Regions from separate parts of the Mus musculus genome. Here all the other regions are linked to region 3. A link is a contact called in public ChIA-PET, HiChIP or PLAC-seq and promoter capture Hi-C data. All regions are on one chromosome and are shown on one strand. Each heading gives the region's core, a stretch centred on a gene start, on an enhancer-like site or on the middle of the called end of the contact. The rest is flanking DNA. Distances are from core to core; before and after follow the strand shown. Region 1 holds the start of Ccz1 (CCZ1 vacuolar protein trafficking and biogenesis associated). Region 2 holds the start of Lmtk2 (lemur tyrosine kinase 2). Region 3 holds the start of Daglb (diacylglycerol lipase, beta). Region 4 holds the start of 2900089D17Rik (a long non-coding RNA gene). Region 5 holds the start of Bhlha15 (basic helix-loop-helix family, member a15).

What was found. Promoter capture Hi-C pulls out the DNA fragments that hold promoters and counts their contacts. ChIA-PET counts read pairs in DNA pulled down with a chosen protein or histone mark. HiChIP or PLAC-seq counts read pairs in DNA pulled down with a chosen protein or histone mark.
Region 1: an RNA polymerase II ChIA-PET map of memory CD8 T cells shows a contact between it and region 3, with 7 read pairs. The contact joins the promoter of Ccz1 here to the promoter of Daglb in region 3. A contact is called at or near these places in 2 of 39 promoter capture datasets (liver and stem cell-derived epiblast-like cells), 2 of 115 datasets of contacts at active chromatin or transcription factors (large pre-B cells and memory CD8 T cells) and 1 of 9 other capture datasets (pancreatic islet).
Region 2: a contact with region 3 is called in a promoter capture Hi-C map of liver, with 2.9 times the contacts expected there. The contact joins the promoter of Lmtk2 here to the promoter of Daglb in region 3. A contact is called at or near these places in 2 of 39 promoter capture datasets (erythroid cells and liver).
Region 4: a contact with region 3 is called in a promoter capture Hi-C map of stem cell-derived epiblast-like cells, with 4 times the contacts expected there. The contact joins the promoter of 2900089D17Rik here to the promoter of Daglb in region 3.
Region 5: an H3K4me3 HiChIP or PLAC-seq map of embryonic stem cells shows a contact between it and region 3, with 3 times the contacts expected there. The contact joins the promoter of Bhlha15 here to the promoter of Daglb in region 3. A contact is called at or near these places in 2 of 115 datasets of contacts at active chromatin or transcription factors (embryonic stem cells and pancreatic cancer cells).

What each region holds. Positions count from the first base shown.
Region 1 is chr5:144,013,434-144,016,133 of GRCm38.p6, forward strand. Ccz1 (CCZ1 vacuolar protein trafficking and biogenesis associated) reads right to left here and starts at 1,420. Exons shown (of 15, transcript NM_177682.3): 1 at 1,266-1,420. The coding sequence starts at 1,379. It overlaps Gm24311 (a small nuclear RNA gene), which reads left to right and starts at 565; the gene lies at 565-668. Gm33427 (a long non-coding RNA gene) reads left to right here and starts at 1,726. Exons shown (of 2, transcript XR_377194.2): 1 at 1,726-2,543.
Region 2 is chr5:144,098,922-144,101,621 of GRCm38.p6, forward strand. Lmtk2 (lemur tyrosine kinase 2) reads left to right here and starts at 1,440. Exons shown (of 14, transcript NM_001081109.2): 1 at 1,440-1,855. The coding sequence starts at 1,753.
Region 3 is chr5:143,463,228-143,465,927 of GRCm38.p6, forward strand. It overlaps Daglb (diacylglycerol lipase, beta), which reads left to right and starts at 1,266. Exons shown (of 15, transcript NM_144915.3): 1 at 1,266-1,549. The coding sequence starts at 1,455.
Region 4 is chr5:144,254,793-144,257,492 of GRCm38.p6, forward strand. 2900089D17Rik (a long non-coding RNA gene) reads right to left here and starts at 1,363. Exons shown (of 3, transcript XR_868683.3): 1 at 1,287-1,363. Bri3 (brain protein I3) reads left to right here and starts at 433. Exons shown (of 3, transcript NM_018772.4): 1 at 433-727; 2 at 1,018-1,120. The coding sequence starts at 586.
Region 5 is chr5:144,189,003-144,191,702 of GRCm38.p6, forward strand. It overlaps Bhlha15 (basic helix-loop-helix family, member a15), which reads left to right and starts at 1,284. Exons shown (of 2, transcript NM_010800.4): 1 at 1,284-1,356; 2 at 2,019-2,700. The coding sequence starts at 2,070. The coding sequence ends at 2,663.

The sequences.
Region 1 (2,700 bases), core at 170-2,669, 550 kb after region 3:
CTGCAAGCCATCAGTGTAAGAGGTAATTGTGATATTCACCAAATCACATCTCATCAGTAGGACAAGATGAAAGTCTCAGATTTCTTCCCATGTGTCAGAAACCCTCACAAGGAAGATGCAGGTGTGCGCGTGTACAAGAATACAGGATCCACAATTGCACCAAGTTGGTTCGGGAGCACTTGGGCTGACAGCCTCTAAATAGGGCTTTTTTTTTTTAAGATTTATTTATTTATTTATTTATTTATTTATTATATGTAAGTACTTATTTATTTATTTATTTATTTATTTATTTATTATATGTAAGTACACTGTAGCTGTCTTCAGACACACCAGAAGAGGGCATCAGATCTCATTACGGGTGGTTGTGAGCCACCATGTGGTTGCTGGGATTTGAACTTCGGACCTTCAGAAGAGCAGTCGGGTGCTCTTACCCACTGAGCCATCTCACCAGCCCCTAAATAGGGCTTTGATCTGCTTGCAACAAAACACAGTTCTAGGCATGTTTTGAGGAAGTTGCCACTGTCAACTCGGAGTAAAAAAAAACGCTTATAACTTCGATTTTGGGTGCTCCCTTCGGCAGCACATATACTAAAATTGGAATGATACAGAGATTAGCATGGCCCCTGTGCAAGGATGACACTCAAATTCGTGAAGCGTTCCATTTTTTTCCAACGTTTATCCTAGACACAGTGAAAAACTATTTCATTCTAATGTTTACCCTAGATAGAATGATTCTACTAGAGTTCGACTATGATACCTGAATATACACCTAAAGCACTCTTAACTCCTACCATCACAGAAATGCTTGCACATAAATCTTTATTGCTACATTAATGACATTAGCCACAAGCTGGAACCAGCATAGATATCAACCAAACAGTTTAGTGGATAGAAATGTGTTAAAACACAATGAGATTTTAGTTAGCCGGAAGGAAAAATAAAGTAACAGTAACATTTCCAGAAAACAAAACATCAATTTTGGGGAAAACAAGAAAAAAGAAAAAATTAACTTTGTGAAGCGCCTCCAAGTTTTTAGTTTTGTTTCATTTTCCCTCTTTTGGGAGCTCTGTCCTACCAATCTGGCTCCACCTTTGCAATCGAAGATTCCAAGAGAGGAGTCAAGTTCGATCTTAATTGCCCAGACCTGACGCGATGGGAAAGACTTTCAAGCCGGGCGGAGGGATTAACCTGGGACCTCCGTTGCCAGGACGGGCTGCGGCATCAGGGGCCGGGCACGGAGCAGGCTCGCGGCCCCTTCGGCTTACCTCTCCCTCGCGCGGCCCGAAACGGGGGTTGTAGATGAAGAAGCTCAGCAGCGCTGGCGGGAACTGCTTCTCCTGGGCCGCCCAAGCACCCGGCCCGGCCGCGGCTGCCGCCATCCCGGCCCGGCCCCCGTTTCGGGAGGCTCCCCTCCGCCCGCTCCGAGGCAGCAGCCTTAGGGAACACCGCACTTCCGCCTCGCTAGCCGGCGGCCCGGAAGAGCTCGAAACTGACCCAGAAGAAAAACCTGCAGTGCCCAGTCCCTCTCTGATAGGTCCGTGTGGAACCAGTTCCCTCGTGTTTATTGGGCTGGAGTGTTTTCAATTATATCAGCTCTCAGCTGGCTGTCATGGCTAAAGGCGAAGACCACGAATTTCAAGAGAAATGTAACAATGGATTGGGGTGGGGGGGGTGTTGTTTCTTTTCTTTTGTTTGTTTGTTTGTTTGTTTGTTTGGATAGGGGTTCACTATGTACACCAGGTTGGCCTCTAACTCACAGAGATCCTCATGCCTCAGCCTCCTGGGTGCTGGCATTAAAGGCGTCATGGATACGGTATTTTTTAAGTGTGAAAAAACGTTTAGGGGAACACATTTTTCTTGAAGGTAGCCAGTTTACATCTGTTGTTGGTTGGTTTTTGGTTTTGTTGTTGTTGTTGTTGTTGTTGTTGTTGTTGTTGTTTTACATTTATTTATTTGTCCTCCAGGGAGGGGGATGTCCTGGCACGTGTATGAAGGTCAGAGGACAACTTGTTGAAATTGCTTCTCCCCTTCAGCACCACATAAACTGGGTGTGGCTGGCACGCCCTGGTGTGGTGGAGGCAGGAGGATCATAAGTCAAGGTCAACCTCGAATATATAGCACTTTTACTTACATCAATTATAAGCAATGGACTATAAGCAAAAGCAAAAATGTCCAAATTTACCTTGCCACAGAACTGGAGAGATGGTTCTACAATTAAGAGCACTGGCTGCTTTCACTAAGGACCTGGATTTAGTTCCAGCTCATAATGGCCAATAACTCCAGCTGCAGGGCATCTGATGCCTCTTTTGGCCTCTGTGGGCACTTGCTCAAATGTGGCACACATAAATTCATGCAAGCACACATATACGTATAAAATAAATCAATCCTTTTTTTTTTAATCTACCCTATCACCAACAAAGCTGATTTTCTTGGAACAAGTGAAAACCTGTAAATCTATAGTCTTCTCAGTGAATAAATCAACAGGCCTAGTGGAAAATATCCTGTCGATTCAGATTTCATCTGTCTTCTAAAGTGTTTGTGAGGTAATCCTATACCCTAGCCGTTACAGAAGAGATACGGGGTAGGTTTTTGCTTGAAATTGGATTCGTGAGCAGTCGTTTACGCAACACTAAACTGTAGTTGCTACACAGAACTATGTAAGCATGCAAATCGACAAGTGTTTCCCATACGTGCTTCATT
Region 2 (2,700 bases), core at 190-2,689, 640 kb after region 3:
AGCACCACGGACAGCTAAGTGTTTACAATGGGTTTTTGGAGGGAGTTTGGAAACCAGGTGAAGCTCTGGGCTTGCAAGTTGCTAAAGTTCCACCTGATAAGATGCAAGGCAGCTCTTCAGGTGTTTTTATTCACAAATTGGACTCCCAGAGTCAGCAAAGGTGGTCTCCCCAACCCCAAGGAAGGGGCTCAGAGCTGTGTTACAGTCAAACACTTTCTCCCTTTCTATTATGTGTGCATGGATGTATGTGTTGTGTGCATGGATGTATGTGTTGTGTGCATGGATGTATGTGTTGCTTGTGTTTGCATGTGATTTGTTTATGTGTGTGCATTTTCTCCACCTGTCCCTGTGTATGTATGTGTGTGTGTGTGTGTGTGTGTGTGTGTGTGTGAAGGCCAGAAGAGTGTCTTTCCTCGGGGTCAGGGTCCACTTTTTGTTTTTGAGGCAGGGTCTCTTATTGGCCCGAAACTTACCTAGCAAGTTTGTCTGGCTTGTCAGCGAGTCCTACGAGCCATCTTTTTTTCTGCCTCTTCAGCAAGCATTGTCCACTAAGGTTAGATTTTCTTTATGTGGATTTCTTGGGGATCAAATTCAGGCCCTCAAGCTTGCAAGGCAAGCAATCTCTTCATTGCATTTGAGACATCTTCTACCTCACCTGGAAGTTGCTCCCTCCTCACACCCATCACCAACACCTAGCACAGTTCCAGTAGAGAACACCCAGGAGGAGCTCCAAGGTGACTCAAGACAGGGCTGCTGTCCTCAAGGGGTTTACAGTCACAGGAACAATAAAACATGACAGTCGGCCCAGGGCTGGGCTAGGTCGGGGCTGTGGATGCTCAGTTATTTGTGGGATTGGGGTGAAGCCATCGATGAAGTCATACATATTCCAGGTGTGTCTTGACGAATGAAAGGATGCGCATCTGCCAGGTGAACAAGAGGGGGCAGGAAGGGCTGGCTGTCTTGGCAGAGGAGCTGGCTTGAGCTCACTGCTACGTCAGTAAGTGAAGTCAGAAACATTCTGTGCTTGATCAATTAAAATTTTTAAAAATTTCAACGTTTCCTCAAGAGCTTATCTGATATGAGGGTCAGCCTAAGAAGAAGAGGCTAAGAAAGTTCTGATAAGTGAAAATGAAGAAAGTAAAACCGGGGATAAAATACCGAGAACCATGTTGGTAAAAATTAGAAAAGAAAAATAAAAAGTAGGAGAAAGAGAGACAAAAGTCCCAGATTAAATTATGTGGGTTATTATGGACTTCTTTATATCTTCCTAAAATAATTGTCGATGTTACCTGCTGCCCACGCCTCATTCCTCTGTCTGCAGGGGGCGCACCGATCGCCACCTTGCCGCCTATGGCTGAGAGGGTGGGGCTCCCGGAGTCAGTATGGATTGACGATTGGCTGGTCCAGGTGTCGGTCCCGGCATCCCGCCTCAGCTCTACGTCACATGACGCAGCCCATCATGGCGGCGGGAGCGCGGCTGCCTGGGCCCGCGGCTCCGCAGGCTGGGCGCCGTTGCTGCTGTTGAGGGGCGGCGGCGGCGGCGGTGGCGGCGCTGACGGGCGGGAAGGATGATGCTGGCTCCGAGGCCAGAGCGGCGGATGCAGACCAGGAACAAGGTTGACGTTTGGCTAAAGAGACGTGTGTCCCGAAGCAGCCGGCGCCGGTGTCGCTGAGGCGGCGCGGAGGGCTGACCGACTGACTGAAGGCGGCGACCCGAGAGCCGGCCCCGTGGGGGACCGCGCGGTGGACGAGATGCCGGGGCCGCCGGCGTCGCCGCCGCCGCCGATGCTCCTGCTGCTCCTGCTCCTGACGGTCGGCTGTGCCCGGGCCGCGCCACTTCCGCAAACAGGTGCAGGTGAGCGGAGCCCGGGGGCTGCGGGGCCGCTGCGTCTTGCGGGGCGGCGGCGAGGGCGGCGGGCTTGCGGGGTTGGGCCACCTCTGCGGCGGATCGGAGGCCTGCCGAGGGCAGGAGGCCGCGGGATGCCCGCGATCTCAGGGAGATTTCTTGCCGCAGGGGCGTGGGATGGGGGGCGGGGGCGCGGCGACACGGTGGGGGTTGGGGAAGACGGCGGGGCGAGGTGGCAGCGATGGGTTCCCCTACCTCCCGGGGGACTCTTTTTCCCGGACTCTTAAACTTGTTGCCCTAAAGGTACCTCCAGCTTCTGTCCTCGACACTTCCTTTTTTTTTTTTTTCTTCTTCCAGATGTCACCTGCCTCTGGTGGCTTTTCTCCCGTCTTATTATAAGAACCGTTTCTTATTTCTCGTCATTCCTTAAATGAAACCAATGACTCGCGGAAGCTGTGCAGTTTCCTTGGCTCACCGAAACTTGTTCTAAAGTTGTAAATTGATTTTAGATGCTGTGGTTGTTGGGCTATTGGTTTATTTATCTGTTTATTTATTTATTTTTTCGGAATGAGTCGCTGGGGATGAGAAAGGAACAAACGATACATAATTTTGTTTTAGGAAGCTAGTGACTGGAGTAGCATAGCAGCTTTTGCGTATCCACTGACAAATTGGCCTGAGGGTAATTGAACTATTTCAGCGAGTGATTCTCTTTTCAAGCTCTCAGCCCTTCTGTATTTTCTGCATATAGTTTTGATTTGGAGTTTATAAATAAAACTTCAGCCAAAGAAACCATCTCAGAAATTTTAAGAAAAAAAAACAAATCTAGGCTAACTTTCCATCATTACGGCTTTCTT
Region 3 (2,700 bases), core at 16-2,515:
CAAAAATTTGTAAGTAGAAGACCTAGACCTGTGGGTGTAGAATTTAGCATGACAACACCAAATCTCAACAACCCTCAATTTCTAACCCTTTTGTCTCCACCTCCCAACACCTGTCCCACCACTTCTGGTTTACACAGTAGCTAGGATTGGAAACCAAGGCTTTGTGCATGCCAGGCACAGTACTCTGCCAACTTAGTTACATCCCCATCCTCAGGATGGACATTTTCACAAATCCCGCATCTTCTCAGCTAATTATAAGTCCAGATCTTAAAACTAAACCCCTTGCCTGACACCATCTCTGTTGATCAGCTTGTCTGGCAGCAGGCAGACTTGGGCCAGGGAGTGATTAAGCACCATAAAGAAACCAGAGTTAGGAAAAGGGCTAAGGAGACGGCTCAGGAGTTAAAGCACTTGCTATACTAGTGTGAGGACTAAAGTTCAGATTCCCAGAAACTCAGGAAAGTGCAGGATGGGTGTGGTAGCACACCTGTTATTACAGCCTGGTACGGGGGAAATCAGAAGATCTCCGCAGCAAGCTGGCTCGCAGGACCAGCCGGCTCACCGAGCTTTGTGTTTGATTGAGAGAACCTGCCTCAGCAAGGTGGAAGAGCTGGGTACAGTTCTTGATAACATCCTCAGACCCCCACATGCATGAGCACATGTATACAGGCACCTACATACGTGCGCCCCACCACACATGCAAAAACACGCGCACACACACATGCACACCACCGACACTAAAAATCTGGGGAGCTAAAATGTGTGTGGGAGTACAGCAGGTAGATGATGAGGGAACACAGACACTAATTAGAGGCTTTTGATGTAAGACTCCGCTAGAAAAGTCTCTGGAAAGGATTAACATGCACTTTACGCCGAAGCACAGACTTGCAAGTCTTAGACATAATTTAGACCAGGTCTGATGGTTCTCCTCGGTCACCAGGGGGACCGTGGGGAAGAATGGGAACTAGCATTAGTGAGACCAGGCAGGGGAAGGGATGAAGATGGATAAAGCACGGTGTGTGTGGAGAGAGAGAGAAGAGGAATGGAGGTGCTAAAAGGCGTACAGTAAAGTCATCCCAAGCTAGAAAGATTCAGAGACCCAGACCTACGTCCTAGCTTCACTATTCATAGGCGCGGCTCTCTAGGGAGAGCATTCTCTCCAGATCTTTTTAAATCCTCAGTCTATTAAACAGAAATGACCACACCGGAATGGACTTCATACGCCACCGACCGGCACTTAACAGCCAGCAGCTGACTTCCGGGTCAGGGGACCTGGGAAGGAGGCAAAGACAGCAAAGTGCGCGTCTCTTGTGGGCGCGCTCCGGACTCGGGCCGGAGGCGCATGCGCGGGTCTTTACGTAGGCTTGCGCCTTGGCGCTGCTGGGGACCCCCTCCAGACACGCGCGGAGTCAGAAGGGTGCGCGCGGCTTAGGCGGCGCGGTGGGAGGTGCGCCATGCCGGGGATGGTGCTGTTCGGCCGGCGCTGGTCTCTAGCCAGCGACGACTTGGTGTTCCCCGGGTCTTTTGAGCTGTTCCTGCGTGTGCTGTGGTAAGTGAGGCCGCCGTGAGGGTGGGAGGCGCGCTGGTTAAGGCGACAAAAGTCGTGCCTTCTTGGTGCTTAAGGGGCAACCGCGCCCCCGGAGCACAATCTGTCTGCACCTAGGATATAGAGGCAGTCGCTCTGTGTATTTGACAGGGTCCGGGACCTTCAGCTCTGCAGGGTAGGAGCCGAGCCCTAGGGTGCAGCGCCGAGCCCTAGCCTCGAGAGCGTGAGGGAAATGTGAGCATCTAAAAACCATAGCCCCCAGGTCTCTCCTTCCTGAAGCCCGCGGCTCCGGAACTTTGGATCACACCTGTCCTTTTTCTTGCTGGGAGGGTATCAAAGTCCCTGTCAATGCAAAACAATAATCTGGGAAATAGCAATTTCGGAGCAATTCATAGAAACCAGGATAATAGGCCGGTTTTGCAAAATGCAGCTAGGCTCAGTGGGAAACGGCACCGGTGGGTGAAGTCAGCCCCTGGCACGCCTGCCGACGAGGAATAACGTTCTTAGAAAAAAAGCATTCTCAAGAGGTAAAGGAATAGGAGCAGCAAAGCCCTTTCTAGACAGGCCGGGTTTTTCTCAGATCGTTTTTAGTCTGAAACTCCTGACACGGAGCTCTGGTGTTTGGACAGAAAAAGTTATCTAGGGGCTGAAGGTGTAACAGTTCCTTTTGGTAGAGTACTCACCTAACATGAAGGAGGCCCTTGTGTGCACGGGATCCCCAGCACCACACAGAACTGATAGTGGCGGCTCTCACCTGTAAATCCCAGGACTAGGGGGTGGTGTAAGAGCATCTGCGGAGAGCATCTGCGGTTCACAGTCATCCTTGGATATACAGTGAGTCATAGGGGAGTTGCACAAGACCCTCCCTCAAAAAAAAAAAAAAAAAAGAGGTGCGGGGGGAGGGGTGGTACGGGGACAGAAAAGTTATCTAGACCAATCTTACCTTTATTTTTTCCCCTCTAGTGCTTGAGCCCGGGCTTCACGTATGCTAGGCTTTGAGTTAAATCCTCCCCACCTCAGATGACACCTCTTAGGGCTTTGGAATGTCAATCTTTAATTGGACCATCTTGGGCAGCAGGGGAGCTCAGATGGGTAAAGGTGCTTGCCGCCAAGCCTGATGACCTAAATTGTTATCTCCGGGACCCACATGGTAG
Region 4 (2,700 bases), core at 113-2,612, 790 kb after region 3:
AAACAAACAAACAAACACAGAAAAACGGTGGAGGCGCCTGCTGCAGAATCTGTCAACCAATCTATCTCAGGACCCATATGGTGGAAAGCAGGAACCCACTCTCGAAAGTTATTTATTCTCTGGCTTCCAAATGCGTGCCCACTCATATAAACACACCCTCCCCCCAAATAATTGTAACAAACATTATTATTATTATTTTTAGAAAAAAAGCAAAAGCTAAAGGAGGCCAGGATCTTGTTGGGTCTCCGGCCGTGGCCGGGAGTCAGAACTTCTCTGGAAGTCCAAGATCCATTGTGGGGCGGGACTGAACGAGGACAACACCCCGCCAGCGGCAGCCGCTGAGGCGTCTTTAAGACGCCCTCGCCCAAACCCCGCCCACAGCCCCGCCCCGCCCCGCCCACGTGACCCCGATCTTGTGACCGGCGGGAGGGCGGGGAACCCTTGGCGCGCCCGCCCCGCCCGGCGCGCGCCTCACTGGGCCGAGCTGCCCGGGACACCGCCGTCGCCGCTACCGCCGCCATCCCCGCCGGGCCGAAGGAAGCGAGCCGGGCCGGAGCTGGCGGGCGCGCGGCCCCGGGGGCCGCGATGGACCACAAGCCCCTGTTGCAGGAGCGCCCGCCCGCCTACAACCTGGAGGCCGGCCAGGGCGACTACGCGTGCGGCCCGCACGGCTACGGGGCCATCCCCACCGCGCCCCCGCCGCCGCCCTACCCCTACCTCGTCACAGGTGGGCCCGCAGCTCTTCGGGGTCCCCGAACGGCCTCCGGGCCAAGCACCGCGCTGTCCCCGGCGCGGGCCTGCCGGGGGGGCAGCTGCTACCCGGAGCGCCCTGCCCGGCCAGGCCCTGCCCCGGTGGCCGTGAACTTAGTGTCGGAGGGTTCACACTTGGCTTCTAGAGCCCACCCGCAGGCGCGCTCAGCCCCGTTGGAGGCGGGGAGGACGGGGGCTAAGGGGGAGGGAGGGAGGAGAGGAGGAGGGCCGAGTCGCCCGGGGCTGATCAGCACTCCGCTCCCACAGGGATCCCCACCAGCCACCCCCGGGTCTATAACATCCACAGTCGAACGGTCACCCGGTATCCTGCCAACTCCATCGTCGTGGTCGGAGGCTGCCCGGTCTGCAGGTAAGTCTCTAGCCTGGGGGTGGGGGGTGGCGGCGGAGAACGCACGTGCCGGAATCTTGCAAAAGGCCAGCGGGGGTGGGATGGGGTGGGGTCACAGCCCGGCTCCTGTCTCAGAGGGAAGTCCCGCAGGGGAGGGACTGCAGTGGGAGAAGGTGGGGTCACTCACCCCTGGCTCTGAATTTACTTTATGCGGCAGAAGGATGGGTTCCCTTTTCTGTGGGGAGTTGAGTGCATTTGGGAGGCATGGCACCCGGAGTGCGTGGGACGCAGGAATGTTAACAATGGAGACTGATGGTCTTTCCTCCCTAGTACTGGAGATCCGCAGCGAATCAGGGTTTGTTTTGTTAGGTTTTTTTCCTCCAGTTTCCGCAAGTGTGTCCAGTACTAAGGAGATATTGGGACTTGAGTCCGCAGGCCAGTATGCCAAAGGACTTAGGAGATCCAAGTGGCCAGCAGAGAGCAAAGGCTGTGAGGGTGCAGAATGACGACCAGGGCTTAACAACTCCTGGCCACTAGCTGGCCCAGGAGGAAACCCCGTGCTTCTTTGTTCCGGGCTGGAGTGGTTTTGTTGTTGTGGCTGTTTTACCCTCAAACTGGAGCTGACAGAAACTTTGTGGGGACTTTATGGAAGGTGAGAGATGCAGCCAGGCTCATTCTAGGCAGGCTTTGAGGATTCGGCTTCCAAGTTGGACTTGGCCACTCACCCGGGGATGGGCCAGGTACAGCTCGTGCAGGGCAGGGTTTCAGCCTTTGTCTGGCAGGGGGAAGTTCCAAGTCTCTGAGATGGAATTAAGAAACCCTTGTTTGGACTTAGCTTTCGTTTCAAAAGTGTGTGTCAGAGGCGCAGAGTGGAGCCATAAGGAAGTTAATGATTTTGGAAACTTGCGAGTGGCCTCACAAGAGATGACTGAGGGTGGAAGACACTGGACCCTCGGTTGATCATGTGCTTGGGGGAAGAAGGCTGAAGGCCAGTTAGTTAGAGTCCTCCTTCAGGGACCCAAGTGACTTGGCTTTTGGAGCTGGTGCAGGGGAGAGGAGTGGGACTCAGCTGCTTCCTCTAGCTGTAGATGGGGTGGCTCTCTGATAGCTTGGTCTTGCTGGCCGCCTCTCTCTCTGCAAGCTTTCCACCTGAGGGCTTGAGGCACACCAAAGAGGGAGCATAGACTGGGAGGTGGTCCTAGCTTGTTGAGCCAAGGGGATTAGTATAGGGTCTCCTGTGCAGAGAGAGAGCCACTGGGAACAGAAGGGGGTTAGTTGTATGGAGGTGGGAGACTTCCTGTGTGGCCTTGAGGCTAGTCCCTGCATGGGAATTCTCAGAGCCCTGAGGATGGGACAAATATTAGCTGAACTCTCAGATTTAAGGAGAGGTCTCATAGGGGTAGGTGGCAAGCAGGCAGGAAGGTGGGGAGAGGCATAGCAGTGCAGGGGGCTCACTAGGATTTCATGTCTGCTTGTTCCAGCAACCAGATCCTGGCCCTACCACAGTCAGCTGGGTTTGTTTCTGTTTTTTTTCCTCTCCCCCAGTGGACAGGAGTGTTCCCATGAGGCTCTTCTTGGACCAGACCCCTGAACTTGGGGGT
Region 5 (2,700 bases), core at 34-2,533, 730 kb after region 3:
ACATGACTGTGTCACAAGTACTGAGACCCAAGCCTGCTGAACTTAGCCAGAGCTATGCAGAGTCCTGGCTGAGTTGTTTAGACCTGTCCTATTAATGGGGGGGTGGGGGGGAGACACACTACTATTAGTTGAGCCTAGTGACCAGTTACCCTTATGATTCCTGCAGCAAGAGGCTGAGGCAGAAGGGTAGCCATGAGTCTGAGGACAGCCTTGGCTTTGGAGTCTGTCTCTAAAAGGAAAAAAAAGAGCCAGGGATGTAGCTGAGCTGAGCACATGTGAAGAAACACTGGTTTGGTCCCTAGCACCACACTGCCCCAACACACATCTGTAACTACAACAGTCACTGGATCAAAGAATATATATTTTCAGCACATTTTAGTTGAGTGTGCCATGACCCAATTGCAGTTCTAGCACTTGGGAGGCAGAGGAGACACTGGAGGGTCAGGTGCGCAAGGGCAGCCAGTGTGCTACAGCTAGCAAAATGGCACAGCTGGTAACGTCACGTGCAGCCAAACCGAAGGACTTGAGTTCGACCCCGGCACAACGTGGTGGAAGTAGAGAACAGACTCCTGCAAGCTGTCCCTCTGACCTAGGAGCATGCACATACACCAAAAATAGACACACAGATAAAGGCTAGCAAGAAAACCTGTTTTCTGTGAGCAACATGACACTCACATAGAGGTCAGAGAACAACTTGGGGGAATTGGTTCTCTCCTCCCACTTTGTGGGTCCCAGGCTCCTCAGTCTTGGCATCTTCCCCTCTACCCATAGGCATCTTACTGCCCCATAACCTTTTATATTGTAATTCCCTTGTAACCTCGGGAAACCAAGGCAGGAGCTAGCAACAGATAGGTAGACATGGGTGGCACCCCCTTGCACCCCATTTCAGTAAGGGGAGACAAAAAGAGGAACAGCCCTGTCCTTGAGCCCTTAGGACTAGCAGAGTCCGCTGGAGAAACCAGGGTGCTCCAGGGCAGGGAAGGAGAGAGCTTGCCAGCTTCGCTCAGGGAGGTGGATGTGGTTCCTGCAAGACTATGCAGGGTGGCTTATCCTAGACTCTGTTCTGACTCTTAACCCCAAGGCCAGGTGTCCTGGCCAGATGCGATCCGGGTCCCCCCCCCCCCCTCCCCGCCCTGGCAAGTCCCCAGAGAGGTCGCCTGCTCTCAGAACTGGAGGGAGGGAAGGGAAGGCGGGTCCGCACGGGTCCTCAGAGCGAGGGGCGTGGCCGCAGGTGCCGCCCTGGCCCCTCCCAGCGAACTCATTTACATGCTTCCCGCAGCCCCGCCCGTGGTGGCTAAAGCTACGTGTCCTTGTCCCCCGTGGGCAGCCTCTGCGCGTACGGCCTCGAATCCCCAGGTAAACCAAGGGGTTGGGGAAACTATATAGGACTGCTGGGAGGGAACCCCAGAAGCTTGATCAGACGCCTGGCAGCTGTAGGGGAAAACAGACAGACAGATGGGATGGTGGCTTCCACTCAGACTGGCTGGTGCTGTCCACGTGGTAGAACTGGGGGCTGCTGCAGGGCCTTGGCAACTATCAGTCTGACCTGTGAGCTGTCCTGCGTGCACTCACTGAGGTTCTGGTTCTGATCATGTCTGGACCTGTGTCATGTCCAGCTGTAAACGTGATGTTTAAAGGGTGCTGCCTGTCTGGGACAAATGACAGTGTCGGGGGGCGGGGGGGACCCATAAGCCAGGGTTGGGACCTGTTCCTGGGTGGTTTAAGCAAATTGTCAAGTACGGAGGCTCAGGAGGAGCAGGGGACCCAAAATGGGTTCCCAGATAAGTGGGGAGGGAAGAAGGGATGGTAGGTTAGAGAAAAGTGGGTCAGTGTGAACTCAGCCAGGGCTTTGGGAGCACAGGTGAGTCAACTCAGGGTTCAGTGTGGACGGGAAGCGCCTAGGTGTCCACTAAGCACCAGTGGTCAGCTGCACTGGCTAAGGAAGCAATGAGACAGCCATGCCGCGTGTCCACTGGCCACACTGAATGACTGCAGAGGGGCTGTGTTCTGAATTTCAGTTGGAAGGGCCTCACCCAGCCACCACCTCCTGGGAAAACCAGCCTGGAGCTATGAAGACCAAAAACCGGCCCCCTCGGCGCCGAACACCCATGCAGGACACAGAAGCCACCCCAGGAGAGCAGACACCTGACAGACCCCAGTCAGGCTCAGGGGGGTCAGAGCTGACAAAGGGTCTCCGGAGCAGGACAGCGCGTGCAAGCGGAGGTCGGGGAGAGGTCAGCCGCCGGCGACAGGGGTCTGGTGGCCGCAGGGAGAACAGTGTTCAGAGGCGGCTGGAGAGCAATGAGCGAGAGAGGCAGCGGATGCATAAACTCAACAATGCCTTCCAGGCACTGCGCGAGGTCATCCCGCACGTGCGGGCTGACAAGAAGCTCTCCAAGATCGAGACCCTCACGCTGGCCAAGAACTATATCAAGTCGCTGACCGCCACCATACTTACTATGTCCAGCAGCCGCCTCCCGGGGCTGGAGGCACCAGGTCCTGCGCCAGGCCCTAAATTATACCAGCACTACCATCACCAGCAGCAGCAACAGCAGCAGCAGCAGCAGGTAGCTGGGGCCATGCTTGGTGTCACTGAGGACCAGCCCCAAGGCCACCTGCAACGCTACTCTACACAGATCCACAGCTTCAGAGAGGGGAGCTAGCACGCGCTTCGGGCTCCGGGGCAGGTTGGCAGTGAGG